6 separate regions of the Mus musculus genome follow, and all the other regions are linked to region 2. The links are chromatin contacts, called in public promoter capture Hi-C maps. All regions are on one chromosome and are shown on one strand. The core of a region is the stretch at or near the end of the contact, and the rest is flanking DNA. Distances in the headings are between cores, read along the strand shown. Region 1 holds the start of Lamb3 (laminin, beta 3). Region 2 holds the start of Cd34 (CD34 antigen). Region 3 has its middle 41 kb from the start of Mir205hg. Region 4 holds the start of G0s2 (G0/G1 switch gene 2). Region 5 has its middle 66 kb from the start of Gm31870. Region 6 holds the start of Mir205hg (Mir205 host gene).

What was found. Promoter capture Hi-C pulls out the DNA fragments that hold promoters and counts their contacts.
Region 1: a contact with region 2 is called in a promoter capture Hi-C map of embryonic stem cells, with 4 times the contacts expected there. The contact joins the promoter of Lamb3 here to the promoter of Cd34 in region 2. A contact is called at or near these places in 2 of 39 promoter capture datasets (the 3T3-L1 cell line and embryonic stem cells).
Region 3: a contact with region 2 is called in a promoter capture Hi-C map of second pharyngeal arch cranial neural crest, with 6 times the contacts expected there. The contact joins the enhancer-like site here to the promoter of Cd34 in region 2. A contact is called at or near these places in 4 of 39 promoter capture datasets (the 3T3-L1 cell line, hippocampal neurons, liver and 1 more).
Region 4: a promoter capture Hi-C map of hippocampal neurons shows a contact between it and region 2, with 4 times the contacts expected there. The contact joins the promoter of G0s2 here to the promoter of Cd34 in region 2. A contact is called at or near these places in 2 of 39 promoter capture datasets (embryonic stem cells and hippocampal neurons), 1 of 484 Hi-C or Micro-C datasets (stem cell-derived neural stem cells) and 1 of 115 datasets of contacts at active chromatin or transcription factors (astrocytes).
Region 5: a promoter capture Hi-C map of embryonic stem cells shows a contact between it and region 2, with 5 times the contacts expected there. The contact joins the enhancer-like site here to the promoter of Cd34 in region 2. A contact is called at or near these places in 3 of 39 promoter capture datasets (the 3T3-L1 cell line, embryonic stem cells and liver) and 1 of 115 datasets of contacts at active chromatin or transcription factors (embryonic stem cells).
Region 6: a promoter capture Hi-C map of embryonic stem cells shows a contact between it and region 2, with 7 times the contacts expected there. The contact joins the promoter of Mir205hg here to the promoter of Cd34 in region 2. A contact is called at or near these places in 3 of 39 promoter capture datasets (embryonic stem cells, hippocampal neurons and liver).

What each region holds. Positions count from the first base shown.
Region 1 is chr1:193,300,674-193,303,373 of GRCm38.p6, forward strand. Lamb3 (laminin, beta 3) reads left to right here and starts at 1,321. Exons shown (of 23, transcript NM_008484.2): 1 at 1,321-1,468.
Region 2 is chr1:194,937,570-194,940,269 of GRCm38.p6, forward strand. It overlaps Cd34 (CD34 antigen), which reads left to right and starts at 1,252. Exons shown (of 8, transcript NM_133654.3): 1 at 1,252-1,475. The coding sequence starts at 1,397.
Region 3 is chr1:193,549,619-193,552,318 of GRCm38.p6, forward strand. No RefSeq gene overlaps it. Among named protein-coding and RNA genes, the nearest start is that of Mir205hg, 41 kb to the left of the region's middle. Within about 2 kb of position 1,308, at least 29 of the 459 cell types and tissues checked have an H3K27ac peak or open chromatin away from gene starts, as enhancers often do. A contact at or near this core is called in second pharyngeal arch cranial neural crest, where this site is marked.
Region 4 is chr1:193,271,852-193,274,551 of GRCm38.p6, forward strand. It overlaps G0s2 (G0/G1 switch gene 2), which reads right to left and starts at 1,337. Exons shown (of 2, transcript NM_008059.3): 1 at 1,138-1,337; 2 at 309-951. The coding sequence starts at 923. The coding sequence ends at 612.
Region 5 is chr1:193,587,941-193,590,640 of GRCm38.p6, forward strand. No RefSeq gene overlaps it. Among named protein-coding and RNA genes, the nearest start is that of Gm31870, 66 kb to the right of the region's middle. Within about 2 kb of position 1,316, at least 37 of the 459 cell types and tissues checked have an H3K27ac peak or open chromatin away from gene starts, as enhancers often do. A contact at or near this core is called in embryonic stem cells, where this site is marked.
Region 6 is chr1:193,508,829-193,511,528 of GRCm38.p6, forward strand. Mir205hg (Mir205 host gene) reads right to left here and starts at 1,382. Exons shown (of 3, transcript NR_166150.1): 1 at 897-1,382; 2 at 1-71.

The DNA of each region.
Region 1 (2,700 bases), core at 71-2,570, 1.6 Mb before region 2:
TAACTTCAGGATTTCTCCATCTGAGCTTCATCTACATGTGAAGCTCAGGGTAAGACATATCCAGTTCAGTCCACAGAACATTCTACTTTTCCCTTTAAGGGATCTCAGGTGTATCCCTCTAATTTAAAGGAAACATTGGCACACTGGAATAGGGACATTGCAGAGTCTTGCTTATGGCTGGGGATGGATCTCAGCGGTAGAGTGCCTGATCCAGCACAAATGAAGTCCTCGGTTCTGTGCTCAGCATAATGTACACTGTGCATGGTGTGCATACCTGTAATCCTTGCACTTGGGAGGTGGAGGCAGGAGAATCAGAAAATCACGGTCCTTGTTGACTTTTTTAGTGACTTTAATGCCAGCCTAGGGTATGTGGAACCCTGACTCAGAAAAAGAGAGTCTCCTTCAAATTGTGACTTTGAGGAAAGTGTGTTAAAAAAAAAAATCAGTGTCTTCAGGACCAGGACAGGATCCATGACTTTCCAGGTTTGCTGAGATGCTCTCTGACCCAACCTGAAGGGGAAGTATTCTTTCCTCCTGGTCCTGCTTCTGCACTTAGTGGCTGGAGCCCATGAGACCCCACAAAGGGACTATGTTCCTGGGCCTGGCTGGTGCCAGGGGAAGCCTGCCTTGGCTTTAGTAGCCTAGCTGTGCCTCAGCCTTCTCCCACCCCTGGTCAGGTCTATTTCCTGGCCCTGCAGGCTGGCATTCCTGCCCAGGAGGGTGGGGCTCAGGAGCAGCTGGGACAGTGACTCACAGGCAGTTACCTGTCCTGGGGCTCCTTGCCAGCAGTGCCAAGGGAGCGTGAGGCTCAGAATGCAGGCTGCTCTGTTCAACTTCTGTGGGAAAACTGGGCTTTGTCCACTTCCTGAGCTTTTAAGGGCATTCTTCCCCCGCCCCCCAAACTTCCCTGGAACTTGGGATTTTCCACATTTTTTCTTTGGGATGATTATGGTGCTTTCCAGGGTTCTGAATATTTGGGTCTACTGTCCAGCCCAGTGACATGCCCAAACCCTAACACGATCCACTATATGCTGTGTGTCACCTGCCCGGTTGGTCTTCTATCCAGGGTAGTCTGGGACTTAAGAGGAAGCTGACACCTACTAGACTTGGGAAGGTGCCAAATTTCCCTGCCCCAAGGACAACACCCCCCCCCCCCATTTCTGAAGCCCCTGTTGCTGTCTGTTTCCAGCACCTTCCAGCCCTCTAGACACCTAAGGGCAGGAAGCCTCCAAGACCAACCCACTTGCCTAGTCCTGTCCTGAGGGTGGGGGTGCAGTGACATCAGATGGGCGTGGCAGCTGCCAGATTCCTGAGGCCGCCAGCAGTGGGGCTACACCCAGCCAGGGAGTCTCCAGAGGTGAGGCTGTTGTTTAAAACTGTGGAGCCAAGAGAGGGGACCCCACATTCCCAGGGAGCTCTCCGAGAGGGATCTGGAGAAAGGCAGGGGAGCATAGGAGCTCAGGGTGAGGTAGGTTTTCCGCCTTACCTGTCCTGTGGGGGTGGATGGAGCAGGTCTGGGGCCAAGGCCGATTGCAGGGCCCATGCAGCACTCCTCTGGGAGCTCACCTGAGAACACCTGGGTAAACGTCTGCGGCTGTTTGAACTGCTTTTCATGGCTGATAAGCTGCTGGCGACTTAGAAGAAAGCAGCTAAAATCTGGGCTTAGTACGAAGGCAAGGTGGGAGGAATGGTCATGGCCGGGCTCTGCTCAGCCTCATTCTTGGTGGGTTTTCAGCTGGGGCATGAGTGCAGAGAGTACTGCGAAATGTCAGGGATGCTTTCTGTCTTTGACCCTCAGTGGCCCTGAGACCTCAGGCCACAGTCCCAGCTTGGGTTCCCGACTGCTCTGTAGGAAGGACATCCATCGAAGCATTGGGATGTAATGGCAGAAAGGCTGCTGGTTCCCCTCTGCCTGACCACCATCCATCTTTCTTCCCCAGCTGCTTGGATGTCATTAGGCTGACCAGTGGAGGAAGGGTGGTGCATGCCTCTGAAGTGGGCCTGCCTCCTGCACTGTTTCCAGCTGCCTTCTGTGCTTTTGTTCAGAACGGGAGATGCTTTGAGATGCTCTTACTTTTCTTAAAACTGTCGGGTCCACCTCTCCCCACAGCACCCCACCTCTCCCCACAGCACCCCACCTCTCCCCACGGCACCCCACCTTTCCCCACAGCACCCCACCTCTCCCCACGGCACCCCACCTTTCCCCACAGCACCCTACCTCTCCCCACAGCACCTCCCCCCTCCCCACAGCACCCATGTTTTCCCACAGTGCCACCTCACCTCTCCCCAAGGCACCCCAGGTGGCTTTTAAAGATCTCTCTTCTTCCCATAGCATTCCTGCAGCCTGGTTTTCCTAGAATTGTGGCTACCACAGCTTCACCTGCACTGTAGCCTTGTAATCCTGGAGACCCTGTCAACTCAGGAAATGACCTGCCTCTAGACTTTCAGCACCTTTGGCTTGGGTGCTTTTGGCTTGTACCTAAGCCTGGTTTGAAGCCCTGAGAAGCCTGTCCCCCCCCCCCCCCTCTGCAGAAACAAAGCCTTAGACCTCCCTTTAGTTATCTGCTGCAATGGGATGTCCTCCCTCCTCCTGCACAGTCCCCATGTTTCCACACAGTTCAGAAGAGGAAGCTGATCCTGGGATTTCCCCAGGGCTCCCTCGCAGGTTCTTGCCATTGGCTACAAATGTGCCCACTGCTC
Region 2 (2,700 bases), core at 2-2,501:
AAAAGTATGAGCAAAATGTAGGTACCAGAAGAAAATCCACTTTTGAAACTGAAGAATTAGGTGTAATATTTCCTTCTTAGTTCATATTCCAAGGACCAGAATTTAATTTTAAAAGTACATTTTGCAATCCTTTCTGACCCTACCTCCAGGTTCTCCATCACAATATGCCAACTGTACTTTGACACAAACTCACTTAATGTCGTTGTATTCAATGAGCCTCTGCCTTTATTATGATGAAAACCTCCGCTTCTTGTTTTAATGGTGTGATATGAAACAGGGTAAGAGTATAGATTTGAGGACTGATACTCTTCTTCTCAACCCCAAGGTATATTAGGCCCAGGGTAGGCAACACAAACAAATGTACTTTCTTCGTGGAGGTAGATCTTCAGAGAAATAAATACAGAAATTTATCCAGGGCGTTTGTCTGATCTTTCTTTCTCCCTTTAGGTTATGTGACCAGACATTATGGGAAAACTAGGGCTAAGTATTTACAGTCATCATCACAGACCCTTCTGTGCCTTATCTCAATTTCTACCTGCTGCTATATGCCTTGTCTTGCTTCTCTCTCCTCCTGCCTTGATCTTCTGACCTGTGACGAGTCAGAATCCTGCAATCCAGCGCATCAACATGCAGCACCATTGCGTGGAGAAGCACAAGGAGTGCTAGAAGGTCTGTTAGGTAGGGCAGGGTAAGAATCTAAGAAATCTTTTGTCTGAAGGGAGGGCAAGAAAAGCTCCCATAGAATCAGGAAACTTAAATCTAGGATTGAAAAGGGAACATTGGAGAAAAACCATGTACTATGGAGTATCTATATTATCTCTATGGTATTGACAATTGCTATGACCCAACTAGCTAAGGAAATATGGATGATCACAGGAAAGTTAATACAAATTCTGTTGATTTTGCTGGAAAATGAGTATAAAAGAGAGATGGTAGGATAGCAGATGGTCTGGACTGTGAAAAGGCTATTAGTGTCCTGTTTGTGTCCTGCTCAATTTTAACATGCAGCACAGATTCCACCGTGACTATCTCTAAAGGTGTCTTGGAATTGTGTTGTTTCCTGCTTAGCTGAAAGATCATACTCCTGTAAACTCAGGCGTACACAGTGGCTTCCTGCCACACTTAAAACTTGAAAATAAAGAAATCAGAAAGGAGAAATTTGACCCTGCCGAGAGGCAGCCAAGATGACACACGGTTAAAAGTGAAGTAGGAACTACGAGAGGGGCTGGCCTCACCAAGACGCAACAGGGAGGGGATAAGCCAGCATCCCCCACCCACTCCGGACAGGGAGCAGGGGAGGAGAGCCAATATCCCCCACCCCTGCGCAGGGCGGAGGAGCGCGTCCCGCGCCGGGCCGCCTCCTGCACCGAGCGCATCTCCGGAGCGGTACAGGAGAATGCAGGTCCACAGGGACACGCGCGCGGGGCTCCTGCTGCCATGGCGCTGGGTAGCTCTCTGCCTGATGAGTCTGCTGCGTGAGTATTAACAGCTGAGGGCCAAGGGACCAGGCTATGGGCCGGGAGGAGGGAAGACGCCGGCCACTAACCTCACCTGGGAATCCTGCGCTCCAGCACGCAGAAGTGAGCTTACTCAGGTAGTGCTGGGGGACGCCAGCTCCTCTGCGTGGCTGGAGGTGCAAAGCTCAAAGTTGAGGCTAGAATGCAGACAGAAGGAAGGAAAAGTTCTGTAACTCTCCTTAATTGAGGAAGCAAGGACCCAGAGTGGTCCAGAGAAGGGTCCAGGCACCCATTGTTCCCAGGACTTGGACATAAAGAATTCATGAGGGTAGCCATTTCCAGTAAGGGCCAGGAGACCTTTAAGGAGGACTGAGGGACATTAGTGGAAGAGTCTGGAATAAAGAACAGGCAGAGAGGAAAAAAAGGACAATTTTAAATTTCAGATTAGAAAGCTAGAGTCGCCCCTGCAGAAACCATGCAGATGCTAGTAGGGAGGTGGTTTGGTGTACACACCAAGTCCTTCTGCTCACCAGTCTTCCCCGTGCACAAACATACATTCATTGCTAGTTGGAATTTTCTTGCTCTGCTTCCCTTCAGATTCTAAAGCTAGTGGACAGGCCAAGACACCTCCTGCTGCCCACGCATACTCTTACTTCTTAAGTTCTTCCCCTCTTAGGTTGGCAAAAAATAGTATTCACTCAGTCTATAGCAAACTTTATTGCACTGGAGGGTGTTGTTCTTCATCCCAACTCATGTCCTTTGAGGTTTTCAGGGTTGTGAATTACTCATTTTGCTTTTAACCCTTGGGGCTCCTAAATCTTCATTGTATATCTTAAAGGACACTCAACATGTAGAGTAGCCTGGATCTACCCACAAGACCTCTTTTCTCCCAGTCTTCTGCTCCATTGCCTTTGGGTCTATCCCAAAGAGAGCTGGCAGAGGAGAAGTTGAATTAGGTTCTGGGTTCTCCTGATTGGCAGCGCTAGACATGTCCATTTTGATGGAGTAAAACTTGCTTGGACAAAAATGCCCAGAATGATGCTACACTGTGCACGGGTAGGTGACCACGGGCTGGAGTCCTCATCAGATGCTCTGTACTTACTCTTTTGGTCACTCAGCTCAGCACTGACCCAAGTCTGGGTGTAGTGCTGTCTTTTCTTATTTCCTCAGCTGGCCAGTATCAGCCTTGTCTTGGGCTGAATGGGGCAGGGTGGAGAGAGCAAAAAAACCTCTGCAAACCTTG
Region 3 (2,700 bases), core at 58-2,557, 1.4 Mb before region 2:
GGTATCCAAACTTTGTAGAATGGAGAACACATTTGAATCTAAGCATTTTGTAGATAAAAACATTTTAAGAGAAAAGTACTTATGAATATATGTGCATCACATACACACACACACACACACACACACACACACACACACACACACACACACACAGAGAGAGAGAGAGAGAGAGAGAGAGAGAGAGAGAGAGAGAAACATACTTAAAAGGAGTTTGAACCCCATTAGTCTCAGACTTCCCTTCTCAGCATCCAGCCTAGAGTGAATTCTTCCACTCTATTTCTGCAGCTGTCTGCACTGTCTTCACTGCAGGGATAGGCAGGATAGGTGTTTGGCTCCCTCTCTGTCTCTTGGGTACTCAGGACCTAGCCTGGCTCCTGGTACACAGAAGGTAATTTGTGTATAATAAATAAGTATAAATATATTGGAACTACCAAGGTTATGAATTACCTCTTTAATAAATCTATAAACACTGTTTTATGCAAATGCAATGCACCCATGGGGTTCAAATGCCCATGGGTTAGAGACTAGAAGCATGGAGTAGGGTGTACATCCTGGTGTCCAGTGTTCTGTTGTCTTTCCCTCACAGAGAGCTAAGTGCCCTTAAGATCATAAACTTAGTGCTAGAGATAGAGGAGACCAAGAGCCTGGACCAAACGACCCCCTAAAGTTCATTCCAAAATGGAAAGTCCACGGACGGCATAGAATGCTTTGTGAGACTTCCTGACACCCACAGGGACAGACATGTTGATGACAGCTTCTCTCAGGAACCAGCGCCTAACATTTGTAGGAACAAAATATGAGCCAATCTCCAGGAGCCCGAAGGCTGTAGGGTTGTTATTTCAACCCTAAACAGGCCCGCAGAGCTACTTTGTTGGTTTCCTCTGTCAACCTATTTGTGCAGAGTGTTGATAACCGATGTGACACACAGCAAAGACTCTTTGTCTTGTTAGACACTTGCCAGGAGTGGAGATGAGCGGAGAAAGATGGGAGTTGAAAGGAAGGATGTTTAGTTTGAACACATGCATGAGTGCCTGCCTTCCAGAGCCCATGTTAACATTCGCTGACATCCTTTTCTCCCTGAGACAGGACCGTCTTCATTCTCCTTGCTCCTTTTTATAGTCTCCAAACAAAGAGAACTGTATTCCAGGTGTGAACATATCAGGGAGGTTTCCTGTTTGAGATTCAGAAATTCATAGCCCCGAGGAAATGAGTTAAAGAGAGGAGAGAGAGAGAAAGAGAGAGAGGACAGAGCAAGAGATGAAAAACAGAAACCCTAAAGCCACCTGCTATTTAGTGATTAGCTCCCAGATAAGAAGTCACAGATGCATTCCAGAAGCCTAGGACTTGTCTGGGCAGAGCAGAGGCAGGAGTGCTGAGAAGAGCTTGCAGGCAAGAAACAGATGGTGGAGGGTGAAAAGTGAGGCTGCTCCAAGCTCACCTCCCAGTTTTCTCCCTGCTTTTGTTCCACAGCCTTTTCTTCTTGAGATGCCAAGGTTGAACCCAGGGCCTTGTGAATGCTAGACAATTGCTCGAGCACAGAGCCACATCCCCAGCCCATTCACAGAGTACTTAAGCACAGGGTCTTCATCTTTGCTGCCCCATCTGTGTGCTTCAGTTTATGGAAAGGAATCTTACGAGGACTTGAGGACTAGCTTTGTGACCTGGGCACATCACATACCTTCTGAGACCGAGGTATGAGGTAAATGTGTGTGCCACCATGCTCAACTTTGGGTGCTATCTCTTGAGAGAAAACAGCTTTATCCAAAAGCATATGAAACTAATGTGATAGCCTTTAAAAGCATCCCCAAACATAGCCCTGCTCTTCTCCCTTAAGAGTGTATACACACCTACCACCTTGTTTGATTAATTCACAAAGCAAGTCCTTATTCACTCACAGAGGGAGCAGACTGCTCAGTTAGCTTTCCTCCTCAGTGCAAATGGGTGAAAATAATTTCTCTACACCTGTGGCCGAAACATGACCCTGGATTCTGAACAGAAGGGGCAGGAAGCTATGTGTTCACCAGGGTCAAATGACCTCTTCCATCATTAGCCTTCTCTGTTCCTTTTGTTCTTAGGATACAAATGTTGTGTCCTTGACAACAGTGGTATGTTCAGTTTTTCAAACAAGGTGAAGTCAGCACATTGCCTCCTGGGCTCTAGGTCATGCATGCATCACCAAGCCTCTACAGATATAAGATCAATTTACTAATTCACCCTGATTTTCACTTTGCTTTGTTTCCCATAAAAAAAAGGATGTGGAGCCATGAGCAATTATGCCAGGGTAGGAAATAAATACTCCCATGATTAAAAACTGGAAATCATTAGCTTTGAAATTTCTCCAAAAATATAGCCACAATTGTCATGCAATGCCAATCAAATAATGACTGTAAAACTCAAACTCTAGACATTGTCTTGCAAAGCAGTCAGAGATGCAGCTGTGGCATGACTCTCGTGGCAGAGGCATGCTTGCTGCCTTTTTCCTTCCTTTCTGGTTTTTTTTTTTTCAACTTGGAGGGGGGCAAAGGGGTTATGCATCAAACTGTTCATTTCAATATGCAATTTGCCCCAAAGAATTTCTGATTTAATTCATTTTCTCACCAACTCAAATCCAATTTGGAAAAAAAAAATTCTTGAAACTGGAACAATCGCTTTCTGTTGAGGAGTGCTAATAGGTGAAATGCTACCCTGTCAACTTAGGCG
Region 4 (2,700 bases), core at 87-2,586, 1.7 Mb before region 2:
TCTAATATTTAAGCAGAGAGATCAGCCATAGGAATCTCCAGCACAATGGAGTAAAAGACAAATAACTTTTTCTTTGCTCTAGAAATCCACTGGTTCTCTCTCTCTCTCTCTCTCTCTCACTCAAGGTCAGAAATTGATTTATCTTGTGATCCAAAAAATGCTAACTCCTGTACCATGTTTAGAGTTTCACTCTTGTGTGAGTAGAACTGTCTTGTGCCAGGCAGTATTCAAGCCCCAGGTATGAAGCAGGACTAGCCACAGTTCTGGGTGAGAGAGTCATCTCACCTCCCAAGAATTAAATAATGAGATAGAGTATAAAAGGTTTTTATTTCAAAATGCAAAACGATAGTCATTGCAATAATAATAATAACAATAAAAATAACTGTATAAAAAGCCTGTCTCCTTCTCTAATGCAAAGTGATAGCTCCTTGATTGCTCGCACAGCCTAGGGCAAATCACAGTGCGTGCTGCACAGCAGCAAATCAGTCCCAGACCCCTTAGGTGATCTGTGTGGGGTCAGTTCTGGATTCGGTGGCACCTTGAAACAGCATGTGACTCTGTTGCCCACCTGGGTCATGATCTGTGTCTCCCTTCTCTGTCAGTCACCGGCCTTAAGAGGCGTGCTGCCGGAGGGACAGGGCCCGGCTGCACAGGGTCGCCTCCTGTGCCTTGCCTCCTGCCAGCAGGGCCTGCTTGTGGAGGGACTGCTGTTCACACGCTTCCCGCAGCTCCACCACTGCAGCCTCTTGGTCGCGCAGACGGCTGGCGGCTGTGAAAGGGCTGCACACCGTCTCAACTAGGCCGAGCACCACACCGAAGAGCGCCAGCACACTGCCCAGCACGTATAGCTTCACTAGCTTCCCTCGGGGCTTCTGCGCCATCATCTCCTTGGCCAGAGGGATCAGCTCCTGCACACTTTCCATCTGAGCTCTGGGCTGTGGGTGGCTGGGCCTGCAGAGTTAGCAGAGAGGAATGGGGTTGAGTTCGGGTGAGGGAAAGAAGCAGAGAACAGGGAACCCTAAACACAGAAAGGGGGTGGCTGCTGACTAGGGGAACTCGAGCCCAGGGGAGAAGGCAGCTGGGGGAGGGGGTCTGGTGTCTCTTGCCCACCCTCGGTTCCCGGGCCTGGAGGCTCACCTAGGGTGCAGTGGGAAGAGAGGCAGCACTTGCTGGAGAAGGTCAGGCGTCCTTGCGTCAGACTGGCTTTGGCGTTCTTCTTCCCTCAGCTGCTGCTCTTTGGGAGGGACACTCCGCAGCTGCAGCGCTCTGTGAACAGAGTCCTTATATCTTTTGTCCGGGATCCGCCTCCTGGCTCACTGGCCTGAGCCCTGACTGCAGAAAGAGAAGCGGGGCGGGAGTGGCAGCGGGGGGTGGTGGTGGAGGGGGAGGGTGGGGTGGGGTGGGGGTGGGGAGGGGTGGAAAGGAAGAACGGGAGGGGCGCTGCGGGGGACCAGGGAGGTGACCACGAGTAGTGCACGCCCCTGCTGTGTGCGCCCTGAGACCCTAGCCCGCTGGTGCTGCAAAAACTGAAAGCCCAAGGCACCACTTCAGGGTGCAGCTGAAGAGGAGACCACCAGGTGACGGTGTGGCGTGCTTCCCTTACAGGACACACTTTCTAGTCTTGTCTGTTGCTCTGTTCCCTGGCCCAAGCTCCCCTGTAGTCCAGGAGGAACAGAGACAGACCCTAATGAGGGAATCTGGGGTTCGTTTTCGTTCAGAAAGGTCACCTCTCACCAGTCAGGGAGGGTGTGGGTGGAAGGGAAGGCAACAGAGGGAACCTGCAGTGAGCAGGCAAACCAAATCGAAAAACCGTACCTCCAGGGAGTAGAATGTTCTTCCAGAGTGCTGCTTTCTTGGCTGTTAGGTTTTGCTAAGACATGAGAACAGCGGGAACATTGCTAGTTACCTAATAGAAAGATTTTCTTTGAGGGTTTGAGAGTTTCTTCTAATGCATAGAGGTGTGTGTGTGTGTGTGTGTGTGTGTGTGTGTGTGTGAGAGAGAGAGAGAGAGAGAGAGACATGGAGAGGGAGAGGGAGGGGGAGGGGAGGGGAGGGGAGGGGAGGGGGAGGGGGAGAGGGAGGACAATAAATTAGCCTCAGTAAGGTGCTTCCATAGTTATTTCTGTATTACAGGGAATAGTTATTAAACCCAAAGCACATATCTGTAATTCCAGCAAGAGGCAGGAGGATGGTGAGTTTGAGCATAACCTGAATAAACTGAGATTTTGTGTCAGAAATCAAAATATAGAGGGTTATAGATGTGGTTTTGTGGTGGAGTGCTTGCCTAGTATGTGTTAGGCTGTGTGGGTCATATATATTTGTACACAACACACATGCACACACGCACACACAAATTGCCTTCTCTTCTATGTTTACTTGAGAAGTGAAATTGGCGGTAAGCCTTAAAGAAGGCCCGTGGAAAAAATTGTCTGTAATGAAAGTATTTCACCCTCTTACAGTGATTCCATGCCACCCTTCTCAGGTTTGGGAGAGTGTGCCCTTAGAGTGGGGATCCAGGACGGAGGACACTCTCTGGAAGCTGGTTAGATTAAGATTAAATATGATCCCCTGGGTGGGGGTGGGGTGGGCTATAATTTAGCTGTGGCTATCGGTGTACCTGAGTTAACAAAGTAGGGAAAGAGGTAGGCCAAAGGGCTTGAAGCAGGGGGTGGGGCGGGGAGGAAGGGGAACCAACTGGCC
Region 5 (2,700 bases), core at 66-2,565, 1.3 Mb before region 2:
CAGGACCCAAGGCGAGCTTTCTGTTATCCTGTGCTTTCATGTGCATTTGAAGGAGACACTGAAGTTGCATAGCAACCAACACATTTCTAGATCATGAGGAGCTCTCCAAGGCACCGATGACACAGACTGCCCGATGGCAACTAGGTTGAGACAGGAGGATGCCACTCTCCTGAATGCTTAAGGCAGGTGTTGGACATCTGTGTCTCTGCTGGATTCCATGTCTCCCAGAAGGCTCAATCAGAAGCTAGACTTTAAACCTCACCCCGAGACACAGAGTAATTACAGGGTGGGTGTGCTTTTAAGCTGGAGACAGGGGAATGAGTTTTAAAGAGGGAACGTGAGATTTCTCGATTTAGTTTACTTGAAATACCTGGTAAAGAGTTTCAGATTCTAAAATAGATGGTAGCTGACATTTGCTTAAGTTTAGAGGATGATGTAGCTTTCTTGGTCTCTGAAAAAGAGTAAAATCTACTTTAGACTCCCACCAGCCAACTTCATAGCAACATTTGGGGCTGTGAGGATGAATCTGAGGCAGGGACTGGACATTTGTGGAATGCCGGGAGCCTGGAAATCAAGCTGTGGCATGCTCCTCAGCTGAGACATTAGAATATTGTTAGGGCCCTCCCACCCCAACCCCTGTGGCAGCTCCGGTCTCTGTACAGCTCCTGCTTGCTTGCCTCAGAAACAACACACTCTGAGCCTGCAAGGAAGCTTTACATTCTTCTGAAGAGAATGCTCCCCGCCCCCCATTGTGATGAGTAAATCAAGTAGGGGTTAGGCCATGTGATGTGGAATTTTGATTTTAAATCATTTCTGACATAGTTCTAAGATAAAAGCTCCCGAGAAAGGGACCCTTGCATTGAGACACAACCTCACTGCCTGGCAGCAGCAGCAGAGAAAAATCAGAAAGAAAGCTTTGGAGCCTTTCCAGTCTCTGCCTTGCTGTTTATGTGGTGGCTATCGATTCTCTAGAAGAGGACTCATACTCTGGGCAGCAAGGAGCTATATTTATGTTAACCCGTGCACTTGATACCTCCTCACTGAGAACAATGAGGCCCATCTAACCACGAGAGGACCACACATCTGCATTTAACTGGGCTGGCCACAGAGACAGTCCGGTGTCAGTGCCTGGAGCAGGGGAACTTTGGAAGGGAACCAATTCAGAGTGCAAACTAAGAAACTGAGACTTGGGTTCTCAGGTTGGGGTGCAAATCACAGAGGACAGATTCTCTGCCAGTTGCATGTGGGCTCTCCTAGGGATGATAAGAGATGCTGTTGGCTCAGGCGCGCCACCTTGTGCTAGGACTCTGCTATCACCGTTGGCATTTAGTGGCAGATGGGGGGAGGGGGATTGTTAACATCGAGAAGAGTGGAACAGTAGTAAGGGGTAGTGAGGGAGTGGTGTGGGGTTGGGGAGAGAAGAGGTGGTAGGAAGGTTACAGAGGGAGATGGAAGTGAGAGAGGTGACAGTGGGAGGGATGGTTGTGAGGGGATGGTAGTAGGGGTGGCAAGTGGGGGGGGGGCAGTAGCAATTAATCTGTTTTTTCCTGTTCCATTTTTTCTTCTTTTCTATTTTCCTGTCTCAACTGCCTCAGCTCCCCTCTCTCCACCTGTCTCTTTGGACCTAAATAGATTTCTCTTTTCTGTTTGGAAACCACACATTATAACTATCTACACATTGTCACCAAAACCAATTTGTGCAAACTAACAGGCTTATCAGTGCCACTGAAATGAGATTAAAACTGCTTCCAGTGAAACAGATAAAAACCAGATGAATGAAGCCTGCTAATAAGACATTAAAGATAATGAGGAGAATGACTAACCGGTTGATACAGTGAGCAGTTACGAGAGCCCGCTGCTCAGGATCAGTAAACTGCTCAGAATCAGTAAAAGAATCCACCTTTAATTCCCCTTTGTCATCGAGATATGATCACATTCGCATCATCATAGTTTGGTTACTATTTATCTGTGAGAGCAACATCACACCTTTCTCTAAAGTGCTTACGGGTGGGGAGAGTAAGAGAAAGGAGAAGAAAGACAATTGCTTTGGGGATAAAGCTCTTATTCCTGCTTTTTTAAGACTGGAGGGGGATGTTTAATACCTTGTTTATGTTTGTGTGTTGGTTGTGCAGGCACACTCTTTCATTTGTTTCACCTCTGAGAGGGGCCAGCTCATAGCCAGCCTGCTTTACATTACACAGTTAGCTAATTATCACATTAACAAGCCACATGAAGACAATCTGAAAATTGCATTTCTGTTAGTAACATCTTGGGCCATGGTCACTGTAACCCTGGTGTCTGGCTTTGCGTTGCTGTGGAGAGCCTTTCCTCTATCCTGCAGCTGAGTAGATGGATCTTCCTGCCTCACTGGGTATGAGTTAATGGGGAGGGAGTGTGGAAGAGAGAGAAGTCATTTACCATTCAGTTAGAGCTTTCCCAACCATATTCAGTTAGAGCTTTCCCAACCATATGATATGCAGGCTCAGTGTTGTGCTCCCTGAAGGAAGGCAGGTGAAAAAGAACTCTGCTCTGCCCTCAGGGGCAGGAAGGGGAATAAACAGAGACTAGATGACAGGCGGACAAGTCCAGGGACTCTGTGATTATAGGAAGCACCACAGACGCCTGGAGGAGGGAGCTGCTCTCCAGAGGAGCCAGGGAAGGCTGCTCAGAGGAAGAATTCTTTGATGTGGGTATGAAAGG
Region 6 (2,700 bases), core at 132-2,631, 1.4 Mb before region 2:
AGGCAGGAGACTGTGGGAGGTAGTTCTGGGTTGGAAGGAGTCTTGGCTTCTTGTGGAATTTCAGCTCAGTTCTGAAAACAAAAAGGTCATCATTAGGTCTCTGTCCAAGCTCCCCTTACCCAACTCTTAAGGAAGCCCATCAGATTCCTCAAGTCCACAATTGGACTCATCCTTATTTGAGATCTTGATCCTCCCAGTGGAATCCAGAGAAGAAAAGGCTTGATAGCGCTAACAGGCCATATGAAAGGGTAGGGCGGAGGCAGCTCAGGAAAGTCTTGCCTCCCCTCATAACATCCCTCTGTTCCTGCAGACCAGACCTGCTGCTGCTGTAAGAAGAGTTGATCTACAACCTGGAAACTTATACCTGATACACTCTGCATATCATGTCTAGTATTCAGGTTCTCCCACTCAGCAGGCCTTTACCAATGCAATCTCCAGTGATGTGTCTTGTCTAGTTACAGTATTGGGTTGGGTCAGAGAACCAACAAGGCTCATGTTGGGCTAGAGTTTTAGCCAGTGATTGCTCTTCCAGGGGCCTTCAGGGCTGTGCCCTAAATGTCTTAAAAACCCATCTTGCACTTAAGAACCTCAGAAGGGAAGCAGGTCTTGCATGCGCTGCTAAGTACCCTAGGACTAGGCAGTGGGTACACATTCCTCTAGTCAAGTCAGTCCCCAGGAAGCTCGACAGAATTGCTGTGTTGGTATTCAGCTGCCTGGCACCCACTTCCATTATCATCAAGATTAACACCCAACAGCTCAGAAATTCCCCGGAAAACAAAGAAAGAAGTTGATACTTGATTTCCAGTGAAGCCCGCCTTCCACTCTTCCCTCTGGCCCTATGCATGATCCTGAGGATCAAGACACTCACCCGCCCAAACCGGAGATTTCAGACTCACCTGCAAGTACATGGGAGTACCTATACCTTCGGATATCAGGCTCAGCTTTGCCTTTGATGCAAAATAATACTTTTTTTTTGGGGGGGGGGGTTCTAAAGAGAGTACCAAGCTGGAGGATGGTTAGAGAATCCTGGGGAAAAGAAACCAAACCAAAACGAACAAAAAAACAAAACAAAACAAAGCAAAACAACAACAATAAAGAATTTTTAAGTCTTGGGAAAGTCTTTTACCCTCAAGAATTGAGGACTAGAAGAGGTGGCACATGCTCTATAGGGTGCTCAGCTCAGCGGCCTGGGCAGAGAAGTTGCTCCTGGAGAAAGAGACACGTGGTCCTCTCTTTAGTAAAAGACAATAGGAAAGTAGGAGAAAGTGGCAGAGAGGGGGCTAAAGGAAGCTGGAAAGAGAGGGGGTGGAGTGCAGAGGCTCAGCTAAATAGAGCTTGGCCACAGACAATAAAAGAGAAACTGGTTTTTCTAAGGCAGGGGTGAGGAGGCGGCACCGGTCTCTCTATTTATGCACCTCTCAGCCAAGTTTCCAGTTACCTGCTGAGCCCAACCAATGAAGACAGGACTTGGCTGCTGGATCCGCCTCCAAGAACCACACCTCTGGGGGTGGGACGTGCTTGCAGAGGCCTTTCTGAATTCAAACCTTTTTCTCTCATTGTTTCTGTAGTCAGGTGGGGGTCTCCCTCTGCCCAGAGCAAGAAGACGCAGGTTATCTTAGCCTTGGGCTGAAGCTCCAGCCCCCCCAATAGTAGAGGGCAAGGACCTTTCAGATCTTAATCTGGGTCATGGAGGCTGTTCATGTGTGTGTGTGTGTCCACATGCTTACATCCATACGGAGCTGTGTAGGGAGCAGGAATCAAAGTCCTTTCGCACCTTTAGCCCAGTACCTGTCCATTCATCTATGTGGTGCTGCAGGAAGAGGTCGGAGGAGGGACAGAGCCTCAGGGACCTTGTGACTTATCCTGGTTTTATAACCCAAGAGGCCTCACTTCCCTTTCTTTCCTTAGAGGAAGGGCCTCTGCTGTGTGAGGGAGTTGGGAGGACAGAAGGAACTGGGGAAGAAGCTGTTAGTTCTACCTCCCACCTCGCTTCACCTCCATGCATCCATTCCCCCCTCCCCCTCTCCTTGTCCCTCCTCCTTCCTTAGCACTGCTCCTGCTCCCTTTTGCCTAGTTTTCCTGGAGGACATGGGATATAGAAGTCTCTTTAAATGAATCCTAGAAGTTTGGTGTCTTTTGTTTGTTCTCAAAGTAGACCCTTTCTGGGCAAAAGCAGAGTCCTCCCCTTTCAGGAGAGTAAGGAACCGCAGAACACAGTATGCAGAGCATATTGGTCTGTTCCAGAGCCACTCGGAGAACCTGCTGCAAATCTTCTTTGCCACCTGCTAACTCCAACCTCTTCCCACAGCTAGGGAAGGAGGCTTATAATGCTTATGAGGCACACTTCTATAGCTAGTATTAAGTCAAGATGTGTGCCTACCCAGACCTATGTGGCTTCACTGACTCATACAAAGTCTCCCAGAATATAACTCTCACTGCCTTTTGTCAGTTCTTGCTCACTGTGCCTTCTTCCTATGCCTTTCTTTTCCCCATTTCATCCATTCACTCACTGAGCAGCTCATCCCAGCAGGGGATACTCTGTATCCTTTGAGTTCATCTTTTAGGCTCTCCCAACTAGATACACCTAGATACAAGTGAACAGTCATAGAAACAGATTAATACAATGCAATGAGCATCCCCTAAAGGAAACATTCCCCTTCCATTGCTAAGAGTCTGGGAAGGGTCCACAGAGAAGGTTCC